Linked DNA regions of Mus musculus: all the other regions are linked to region 2. Evidence: chromatin contacts called from public promoter capture Hi-C data. All regions are on one chromosome and are shown on one strand. Each heading gives the region's core, a stretch centred on a gene start, on an enhancer-like site or on the middle of the called end of the contact. The rest is flanking DNA. Distances are from core to core; before and after follow the strand shown.

Region 1 (3,237 bases), core at 171-2,670, 320 kb before region 2:
CTAGGACCTGGGCTCCTGCCAACAAGTACGAAAGGTTGGCCTGTGTTCCCAGCTCAGGGAGGAGAATGGTTAAGTTCAAAGCCAACTCGTGCTGCAGTTAAAACTATGTCTAAAATAAATAAATAAATAAGCAAACAAACTGTAAAAAAATTAGGAAGCTAAAAAACACATAAATAAAAATCTGTAAATGAAGTGAAATTGTGAAGAACAGGAAGAGGCTCACAAGGCCCCATTTCTCCTTGAGGATGTATAGGCAGTTAATGGTTGCATAGGGAGAGGCTCAGGAGAGCCTCTTTATTCCGTAGTATAGTAGTATAGACAATGGTGGGGCCCATGCTCCTGTAACTAACCTTCTTCCTATGTAGAAGTCGGGGGGGTCATTTAAAAAAAAAAAAAAAACTAATACTAAGGGGAAGTACTGGAAAAGAGGAAGAGAATCTGAGGGAGTAGGAAAAGGACCGGGAGGATAACAGAGGTTAGGTAGAAGAAAATACAACATTACACATAGATATAAGATGTAATGAAATGAAAGTCACTACGGTGTACCATTAATATATAAATGCTAAAATCGTGAAAGGAAAAAAAAAAGGACAAGTAACTAACTGGCTTAGGGCAGAGCACTACCTTGCATAAATGAATTCCTAGACTCCATCCCTAGAAATAGAGAGCCAGAGGCAGAAGACAGAGGGAGAGTGAAGGAAACAGCAGAGAGGAGAAGAAGTACCTACTCCGGGTCACTCAGGGACTCCCGGGACTTGAAGGACCGGGCTCATGAACAAAACGTGATGGGCTGAGATGGGTTGAGAGGTGAGGAAGTGGGCGGGGAAGGTCATGCTCACGGGCTTCCATAGAGGTTCTGAGATAGAAACATCACAAGATTGTGACTTGAGAAGCCAGGGACAAACGTGGAGATGCAAGATGAAGAGACGGGGCGGGGCGCCGGCTGCAGAAAAATCCTGGGGAGGCCGATGGCCTTGAGGGCCCAGAGACCAAGAAGGCAGCAATCCCCCATGCTGGTCAAAGTCCTACCAGATCTGGAGGCGGCCGACAAACTCCCGGCCGCGCTTGGGCAGTCATAAGTCCCGCAGTCCCGGTGTCCCCACCTAGGAGGCATCCATAGCAGCCCTGGTCATGGGAATCACGCGGACGCGACAAGACCCCCGAGCTGCAGCAGCCAGCTCAGCCTGGCCACAGCGCAGGCAGCAGGGGCACAAGCGACCCCGATGCGGGACGCGGGGCTAGGGGCCTTGTCGTGGGTAAACGCACCATTTCGGGACTCAGGTGAGCGCCCCGCCTCGCGCTGGGTGTCCAGGTACCAGCGAGTCACACGGCGACAGACACTAGGTGCAATCCAGAACACAGAGCTGGGAGAAGAAAGCGGCCACAGATGCCAAGATGGCGGGGTCAGCAACAACGTACGCAAGGCCCGCCTCCTCCCTTCCGACCGTGTGTCTGATTGGGTAGCCTTCAGTCTATTGTGTCTGATAGGGTAGCGCTTCAGGTCCACCCTGAGTGACAGTTCACGCTTCAACCCAGGGGTGGATGAAGCCAGAATTGACAAGGCCTTGCTTTCATGGGTAAATTAAGGCAGGGCTTCCTGTGACAGAACCTCCTTCCTTTTTGTTTTCACTTAACCTTGTAAATAAAGTATCTGAAAATGTGTGAATTGTATATAAATCTATATACATTGTTCGTGCCCTATGTATTCCAAGAACAAATTTAAGTATTCACTTAAAACAATCAAAACAAACATTTGGATTTGATTTTAAAAACTACCATTTAGGAAACCAATGCTGCTATGGATGCTTTTCATTGTTTACCTTAAGAAATATTTGAAAACATGTATAATGCATCCCACATACATGCAAAATATTTCCATTCCTTGGTCTTTAATCCCAGCACAAACAGAGGCCTACTGGTTTCTTTCTTTCTTTCTTTCTTTCTTTCTTTCTTTCTTTCTTTCTTTCTTTCTTTCTTTTTTTTTTTTTTCTATTTCCAACATAAACAATAATCAAATCTCTGTTATTAGGTCACCTTCCCAAGAAAGCTAGGGACATTCATACAGATGTGTATGCAAGGAATACATTTTCTCTTGTAACAATGTAGCCGAACAAGGGATCATGTCTTGAATTTGTTCTTTGATTTTAGCTAGGCAAAGCCTCACAGCATACATGGATATCATGCATAGTTCAGGCATCACAAACCATAGAACTTGTGATTGTAACTTCTGACATCATAGCAAAGGTTTCCAGTGGAATAAAGAACCAGTGAAATCAGAGTCCAGGATCTAGAACCCAGGCATTAATACGGTTAAAATGCTTTCCAGAGTAATTCAGTATGACTCCAGTCCCCCAAGACAATAGCTGTCAAGGATTACTTCGTAGTGGTTTCTTAAATTCCTTACTAATTATTTTTGAACAAACTTCTATTCTCCCCAGATTGAACAAAAGCAACAGAACAAAAAAAAAAAATCAGATTCATTCAAGCATAGCTTGGTATATTATCTCAGTCAGTGTTCTTTTGCTGTGAAGAGACACCATAACCAAGGCAATGGCTTTTAAAAAAGAAAGCATTTAACGGGGGCTTGCTTACAGTTTCGGCCATTTAGTCTATGACTCTCAAGGTAAGGAGCATGGTGGCACACAGACAGAAATGTGCTGGAGAAGTAGCTGAGAGTTCTACATCCAGATCTGCAGACAGCAGGGAGAGAGACACTGGGTCTGTCTTGGGCTCTGAAATCTCAAAGCTCATTGCTAGTGGCACACTTCTTCCAGCAAGGGTACATCTACCCCCAACAAGGTCACACCTCCTAATTCTTCTAAGTTGTGTCACTCCCTCATGATTCATCATTCAGATATATGATATGAGCCTATGGGGACCATTTTTATTCAAACCACCACATATATCAATGAGTTTAAATTTATGTATTTATATGTGTTTGCATGGGCTTGAGTATGAAAGTCCCAGGACAGTTTGCTAGACATTGTGAGTCCCAAAAATCAAACTTAAGTCACCTAGTTTGGCAGCAGTGTTTTTACTTGATGAGCCATCTTGCCATCCTCCCAGAGTTTAACTAGAGGAGTGTGTGTAAGAGCATCCATTAGGGGCATGGGTACTGAAGAGGTAAGGTACTGGGGACAACACATTGCCAGATCCTAGCAGGGAAGAGAACAATTCTATCTGGTGCCAGGACCCTAGATTGTTAAGCAGGAGCAGACCATGCTATGTAGACACTCT
Region 2 (3,337 bases), core at 518-3,017:
TAAAAAGGCTACCTAAAGCAGGGTGTGGTATGTACACCTTAATCCCAGCACATGGAAGGTAGAGGCAGGAGGATCTCTGAGTTAGAAGCCAGCATAGTCAACAGAGTTCCAGGACAGACAGGGCAACACAAAGAAACCCTGTTTTGAAAAATAACAAAAAAGCAAAACCAAAGCTATCTAAAGGTTGTTTTGTTTTGTTTTTAAAGATTCATGTATTATTTTATGTCTAAGAGTACACTGTTGCTGTTTTCAGACACACCAGAAGAGGGCATAAGATCACATTACAAATGGCCATGAGCCACCAAGTGGTTGCTGGGATTTGAACTCAGGACCTCTGGAAGAGCAGCCAGTAGTGCTCTTAACCACTGAGCCATCTCTCCAGCCCCTATCTAAAGGTTTAACTCAACTGACAAGATGGCTCAGTGGGTAACAAATGCAACCGACCTGCTGCCTGTTTTGAGACTGGTGTCCATGTAATGGAAGGGAAGCAGTCAACTATGCCAACTATCCTTTGACTCACACACACACACACACACACAGAGTAAAAAAATAAAAACCTAACTCTCGAAGTCTAGCAGCAGGCTTTTGGTCACTTCCCAATTTTTCCCTCCTTTATGCGAATTCTACAGTTTATAAGTCCCCCCCCCACACACACACACTCCCTTAATCAGCCTCAAATTCATTCTGTGCAAGACGAAGTGTAAACAAATCAAACTATCACAGATTGCATCAAATGAACAGCAATTATTACCTTGTAGTAGATAATGCCCTTAAGACACTCTGCACTTGGAAACTCCAAGCTGAAGTCGTGGTGGTGCATACCTGTAATTACAGCACTGAAGAGAACAGAGACAGGAGGATCACCAATTATACACCAGTGTAGGCCATACAGTAAGACCCCGTCTCAAACCGAGCAAACTAATTTTCAAAAAGCTTCCAGGCAGGCCAATAATTCTGAAGAGCATAACTACTGGGCAGATCTAGTAGCTCAGAGTGAGCCAAATTCTGCATCATTTCAATAGCCCTGAACCAATACTCAGTCTCTCTTCAGAAGCCTTCCACCACTTGAAAAACAATTTTCCTGTATTGATTTTGTTGTTGTTGTTCACAATTCTTTAAGTGTCCCCTTTCAACAGATTTCCAACTATGTCAGCCACCAAATAAATCAATCACCTTTCTATCCTATACGCGTTTTACAAACGATCGTCTAAAAATCTTTCCAGACTTGAGCAAATCCTTGTCCAGTGCGCACAAAGCCCACCGGGACCAATTCCCCGCCTGGACTGGACAAGACTCAAGACTGAGGAGATTCGGGTTTTCAGAGGTTTCTACACTTGGGCTTATTCTTAACAATTAGTTCTGAGTTTAGATCTCAGGGCTCTTGCTGGGGAAGAAAGAGGGCAGTTTCCGTCAGGTAACAGACAATAACGGAGAGACTAGAAATGCGATTCCGGAAGCAAAAGAATCAGGGTTTTGTTCCAGGGAGCCCTCGGGGGTGGAAAAGCCTTTCCTTAGAGCGGGCGCCGACGACGGCTGGGCGGGGCGCTCCTCCTCAATCTCCCAGAACCACCATGGAGGAACTCCCCGAACCAGAACCACAGTCGCTAAACCCGTCCCACCCTCTCGAAATCTTTTGGCCAACGCTCCCCGACCGCTAGGCTAACCTGGGACTCGCAGGCTCACCGTGACTCAGAACCGCTTTGGAGTCTGGAATCCTCACAGCGGCTGAACGACAGCACCACCGGAAGCGCGTCAGAGCCCCGCCCCTCTGGAGGGGGAGCAGCCGCCCCTCTAGGAATCCGAGCGTTGTCGGTATCCTGTTTCACCGGAGGCTGCGACTGTCCTGGTTGTGATCTGTTTCTCCCCCTATTTCTTTTTTTATTCTCATTCTCTCTTCCTACCCCCTCCCTTTTCTTTCTTTCGTTCATTCTTTTTTTGAGGGTGGGTGGTTTTTGGAGGGTTATGCGGCCCTGGCTGCCCTGAAACTCACTCAATAGACCAGGCTGGCCTCGAACTCAGGGATTTACTTGCCTCTGCCTCTCGAGTGCTGGGATTAAAAGCATGAGCCACCACTGCCTTGTTTTTGAGACAAACATGTCATTAGCCCTAGCTAGCCTGGAACTCTATGTATACCAGGCTGACCTCGAACTCTATAAACGATCCACTTGCCTCTAGATCAGTGAGTGAGTAAAGAGCTCATGCGTGAGGACCTACATTTGGATTTCCAGCACCACATAAAAAGACTATGGTACATCACATGCCTGTAATCCGAGTGCTGGGAGGACCCCTGCAGTCTGTTGTCTGGGCAGCCTAGCTCCAGATCAGTGACACCTTGTCTCAAAAACAAGGTAGAGAAGCAATTGAAGAAGACAGCTAACATTAACCTCTGGCCTTCACATGTTTGCAAACACACTGTGTACATGAGCACTGTAACAGTTAGGGTTCTCTAGAGTCACAGAACTAAGGGAATGTCTGTCTATACTGAGTGAATTTATTGTGATAACTTACAGTCTGTACCCCAGCAATGGTCCAAGAATCTAGTAGTTGCTCAGTCCCACGAAGCTAGGTGTTCCAGCTGGTCGTCTGTAGAAGTAGATTCCAACAGATGTGCTGGCAAGTAAGTGCAAGCAGCCGAAGAAGAGGGACTCTTCCTTCTTCCAATGTCCTTAAGCAAATCTCTAGCAGAAGGTGTGGCCCAGATTAAGTGTGTACCACCATGCCTGGCTCTTAGAACTCAGAGATCTCTTTGCCTTAGTTTCCTGGGCCTAAGTTTTTCTTTTTTGTTGTTCTTGTTTTGTTTTGTTTTTGTTTGTTTGTTTGTTTTTTGTTTTTTCAAGACAGAGTTTTTCTGTGTATCCCTGGCTGTCCTGGAACTCACTCTGTAGACCAGGCTGGCCTCGAACTAAGAAATCCACCTGCCTCTGCCTCCCAAGTGCTGGGATTAAAGGCATGAGCCACCATGCCCGGCATGGACCTAAGTTTCTCATGGCCACTATGCCTCAAGATCTCCATGCCAAGATCCAGGTCAGAATCTTCTTCCAGCCTCAAGATCTGGATCACAGGTGGATTGTAGTTCATTCCAGATAGAGTCAAGTTGACAACCAGGAATAGCCATTACAATCAAAAACACAGAGAACAATCTGCCTGAGTTCTTGTTTATGTATGAAGAAAGCAGTGTCTTGGCAGATCAGATCCAGTGTGTACTAGAGTGTAAATTGATAGCAAAGCTGAGACAAGATTTTGATTCTCTATTTGTGTATGCTTGTTCTACCACTATAGATTTTTCTTTCTGTGCTGGGGGAGGGGGGTAGAACCCAATGCCTTATGCAAGCTAGCA
Region 3 (3,250 bases), core at 699-3,198, 370 kb after region 2:
AGGTCAGCCGCCTGAGTACAGTAGGTCCCGCCCCGCCCCCATGAACCCATCTCTTACCTTTCCTGTCTCCGCTGGAGCAACTAACTCCATCCTCAGCCGAACTGCTCCATCTCTTCTCCGTGACAGTGGAGGGGTTGCGGCTGCTGAACCCCCAGACTCCACTTCTACCCTCAGAGAGGGCAGGGTCTGAGCACTATCTCCAGTCCCAGGCCCTGGGGGGCGCTGCTGGGGTGGAGATGCTGACAGCGGGGGTGTCTCCACCTTAGCCTTGCCAGGTCCTGCCAGCTGGCCCAGCCCCCCTGTGAAGGAGCGGGCCTGTGGTCCAGGAGAAGTAGGGGGCGGGCGGAGCCAAGAGGTGGGGCCCTGAGACAGGCCTGGCTGCGGGATAGGGGTGCTTATGCCCAAACTAGCCAGCTCCAACCTAGAATCCAATGATCTGCCTCCGGTGCCTCCAGAGGCCCCTCGAATGCCCTCCAGAAGCCGACCGAAGCTTGGAGGCTCCAGATCTCTCTCGTAAACATCCACACACGTCCACCGACCTCGACGATAAGGCTCTCCCAAACCTTGGGGCAGCTTCACCACCCGGAAACGGGAGGCAGGGGCTCCAGGTGGCGGAGAGCCATTCCGGGGGGTGCCCCTGCCCCCTGGATCAGGGTTGGGGTCCCCATTGGGGAGGCGGGGCGGGGGCCCAGCGAGAGCCGGTGGGACAGGGGAATCCGAAGCCCCTGGGCTTCCTGGGCCCTCATAGTCCGTGGTGACGCTGGTGATCTGAAAACTACTTTTCTTCTTACCACCACTCATGGTCCCTGGGGCTCCGGACTGGGCTCGGGTGGGGGAGGGGCTGGGCTCCTGGAGAGGGGCTCAGGCACCTCTGGAACAAGGGGGCCACATGGCAGGGACATCGGGGCCCCTGGGGACGTCTGGGTCCGACATGGCAGGAGGGCCTTGTGGGAACTTGGGGGTGCCTGGTTAGTGACTGGAGTACAGAGGGGAGGTGGCAGGAGGGGGGGGCAGGGGCAGGTTTTTCCTGCTGCTGTCGCCGCTGAAACCCCAAAGCTGAGCTTGCAAACTGGAAAAAGAAAGAGACAGAAAGTGAGCGAGAGTGTGTGTACGTGAGCAAAAGAAAAAGCAGGGGCCAAACCACCTCCGGGGCTTCCTCTCGGGGGAGCCGACTGGAGGGAGGAAGAAGAAAGCCACTAGAGACCCAGAGACAAGTAGAAATGACAGACCGGAGCAGAGGGGACAGAATTCAGAACACCCACAACAGGAAGAAGCAGCTGGGACCCAAAGTTGGACATTTCATGCTTGAGATCCAAACTCGTCCCCAACACGTATCTCCATGGCCAGGGGCACAGGGGTGAATCGGCTCCTCCCCTGAAAGGGCCACCCTGAGGCCTCTGCCGGGCCTCAAGCCCACCCCACCCCCATTCCAGTTCCCCCATCGCTGGTTAGGCACTGCCCGCCAAGCCAAGCGCCCCGCCCAGCCCGGGAGAACTACCTACCTCTCGGGCCTCGGCCACCGAGCTGAGCTGGAGAGAAGACCTGGGGGACTAAGATCTCTCTCTCTCTCTCTCTCTCTTTTTTTTTTAAATCCTAAGGCGGCCTAGAGCAGGCCACGGCAGGCAGCAATCAAGGGCTACCCAGTGTTCTCTGGCGTCCGCATCTCACTCTGCGAGGCATCTCGGTGGAAAGTTTGCAGTTGAGACGAGAAGAAACCAGCGCTTCCACGGGGGAGCCCAGGCGCAGCCTCGGTTAACACTCCACGGGTCTTCCCTGTTGCTGTGGGAGGGGGCGGCTCAGCCCCCCGCTGGCTCCAGTCCCTTGAGTGGCTCTCTCTCAAGGCTCCTCCCACGTGGCCCCACTGGATGTATCTCTCAGCTCCTCAGCTCCGCTCCGTCTCGGTCTGGGTCTCTGGCTCTCTTTCTGGGCTGTTGACAACCCCCACACCAGGAAGTCCTGCCTTCTCGGGCCTGCTCACTGCTCCTCTCCTCCTCCTTCCCCTCTTCCTCCTCCCTCCTCCCTCCTCCCTCCTAAGGCTCCCTGCCAGCTGGCCCGGAGCCAGGCCTGCCACAGCCGCAGCCGCAGCCGCAGCCTACAGTTGCTGCTGTAGCTGCTGCTGTTGCTGCTGCAGCTTCTGCCGCTGCGGGTCCCAAACTGGTTGCTTTAACCCTACACCTGCCAGGTTCCAGGCAACTCTTCCTCGGAGGGAGGGGCATGAGGGCGGAGAAAAAGAGGAGGAGCCTGCGGGAGGCCAGGGATTCCCTTACTTGTAGGCTTTTGCAGGTTCTCCAAAAGAGTCTCAAGGAACGTGCCAGACATGTTCTGGGTACCTGACTGTCCATAAATACATAGTCAATGTGACCCACTGGCTGTGATTTGTCACAGCGTCTCTGGTTTTCACCGTAAATTCACGAGAAACTCCTTTCCCCACTCTGTTTTCAAAAGCGAGCGGCTATGAAAATTTTCAAACATGCCCTAAAGTAGAGGAACTAGGAGAATGAACGCCCATACACGCCATCATGGACTTGTAACAAGTATCAGCTGTACCCAAACGTGTTTTATTCCTCCAATATCTTTTCTCGGATTTTGCTGCAATATTTGAATTTTTTTTTTTTTTTTTTTTTTTTTTTTTTTTTTTTACTGTGAATGTATGTATGTGTAGATCTGGAGGTCAACTTGAAGGAGTCAGTTTTCTCTTCCACTATGTGGGTCCAAGGATGGAATAGTGCCAACCATCCGGTTTGGTGGTAAGGCCCTTTACCCACTGAGCCATCCTGTCTATCCTGCTCCTGCTCCAGTATATGAAATCAAATCTCTGATACGGTGTTTCCCTCTCTTAAAAAGGGAAAATTGGAGAAAGCAAACTATCCAAGAAGGCTGTTGGTGGTAGGGTAGACATGTGTGTGGCGTGTGTGTGCACATGAATGAGTAGTTGCACACACTTGTGTGTGTTTGTTAGCCACAGGACCACACTGGGTGTCCTACTCAGGGTCTCTCATTGAATGCATAGCTTGGTAGGCATCCAGCAAGCCCCAATAATTCTACATCTATTCTCCACAACACTGAGGTTATAGGCACACATGGTTATGCCTGGCTTCTCATGTGGCTACTGAAGATTTGAACTCAGGTCCTCATGCTTGAGTAGCAAGAACTTTTACCTGCTGAGCCACTCCTCAGCCCAGAACAGGCATTGCTACCTTCTCATCTTTGTCCCTCATATAAACACTTAGGTAGATGGGAAGATGAAGTT

What was found. Promoter capture Hi-C pulls out the DNA fragments that hold promoters and counts their contacts. Capture Hi-C pulls out chosen DNA fragments and counts their contacts.
Region 1: a contact with region 2 is called in a promoter capture Hi-C map of adipose tissue. The contact joins the promoter of Zfp157 here to the promoter of Zscan21 in region 2. A contact is called at or near these places in 2 of 39 promoter capture datasets (hippocampal neurons and pre-B cells) and 1 of 9 other capture datasets (adipose tissue).
Region 3: a promoter capture Hi-C map of the SN4741 cell line shows a contact between it and region 2, with 4 times the contacts expected there. The contact joins the promoter of Tsc22d4 here to the promoter of Zscan21 in region 2. A contact is called at or near these places in 1 of 39 promoter capture datasets (the SN4741 cell line), 2 of 115 datasets of contacts at active chromatin or transcription factors (embryonic stem cells and pancreatic cancer cells) and 1 of 9 other capture datasets (adipose tissue).

The regions. Positions count from the first base shown.
Region 1 is chr5:138,439,659-138,442,895 of GRCm38.p6, reverse strand. It overlaps Zfp157 (zinc finger protein 157), which reads right to left and starts at 1,420. Exons shown (of 5, transcript NM_028130.3): 1 at 1,267-1,420. The coding sequence starts at 1,269.
Region 2 is chr5:138,115,335-138,118,671 of GRCm38.p6, reverse strand. Zscan21 (zinc finger and SCAN domain containing 21) reads right to left here and starts at 1,767. Exons shown (of 5, transcript NM_011757.3): 1 at 1,665-1,767; 2 at 752-836.
Region 3 is chr5:137,744,667-137,747,916 of GRCm38.p6, reverse strand. It overlaps Tsc22d4 (TSC22 domain family, member 4), which reads right to left and starts at 1,948. Exons shown (of 5, transcript NM_023910.6): 1 at 1,503-1,948; 2 at 58-1,069. The coding sequence starts at 801.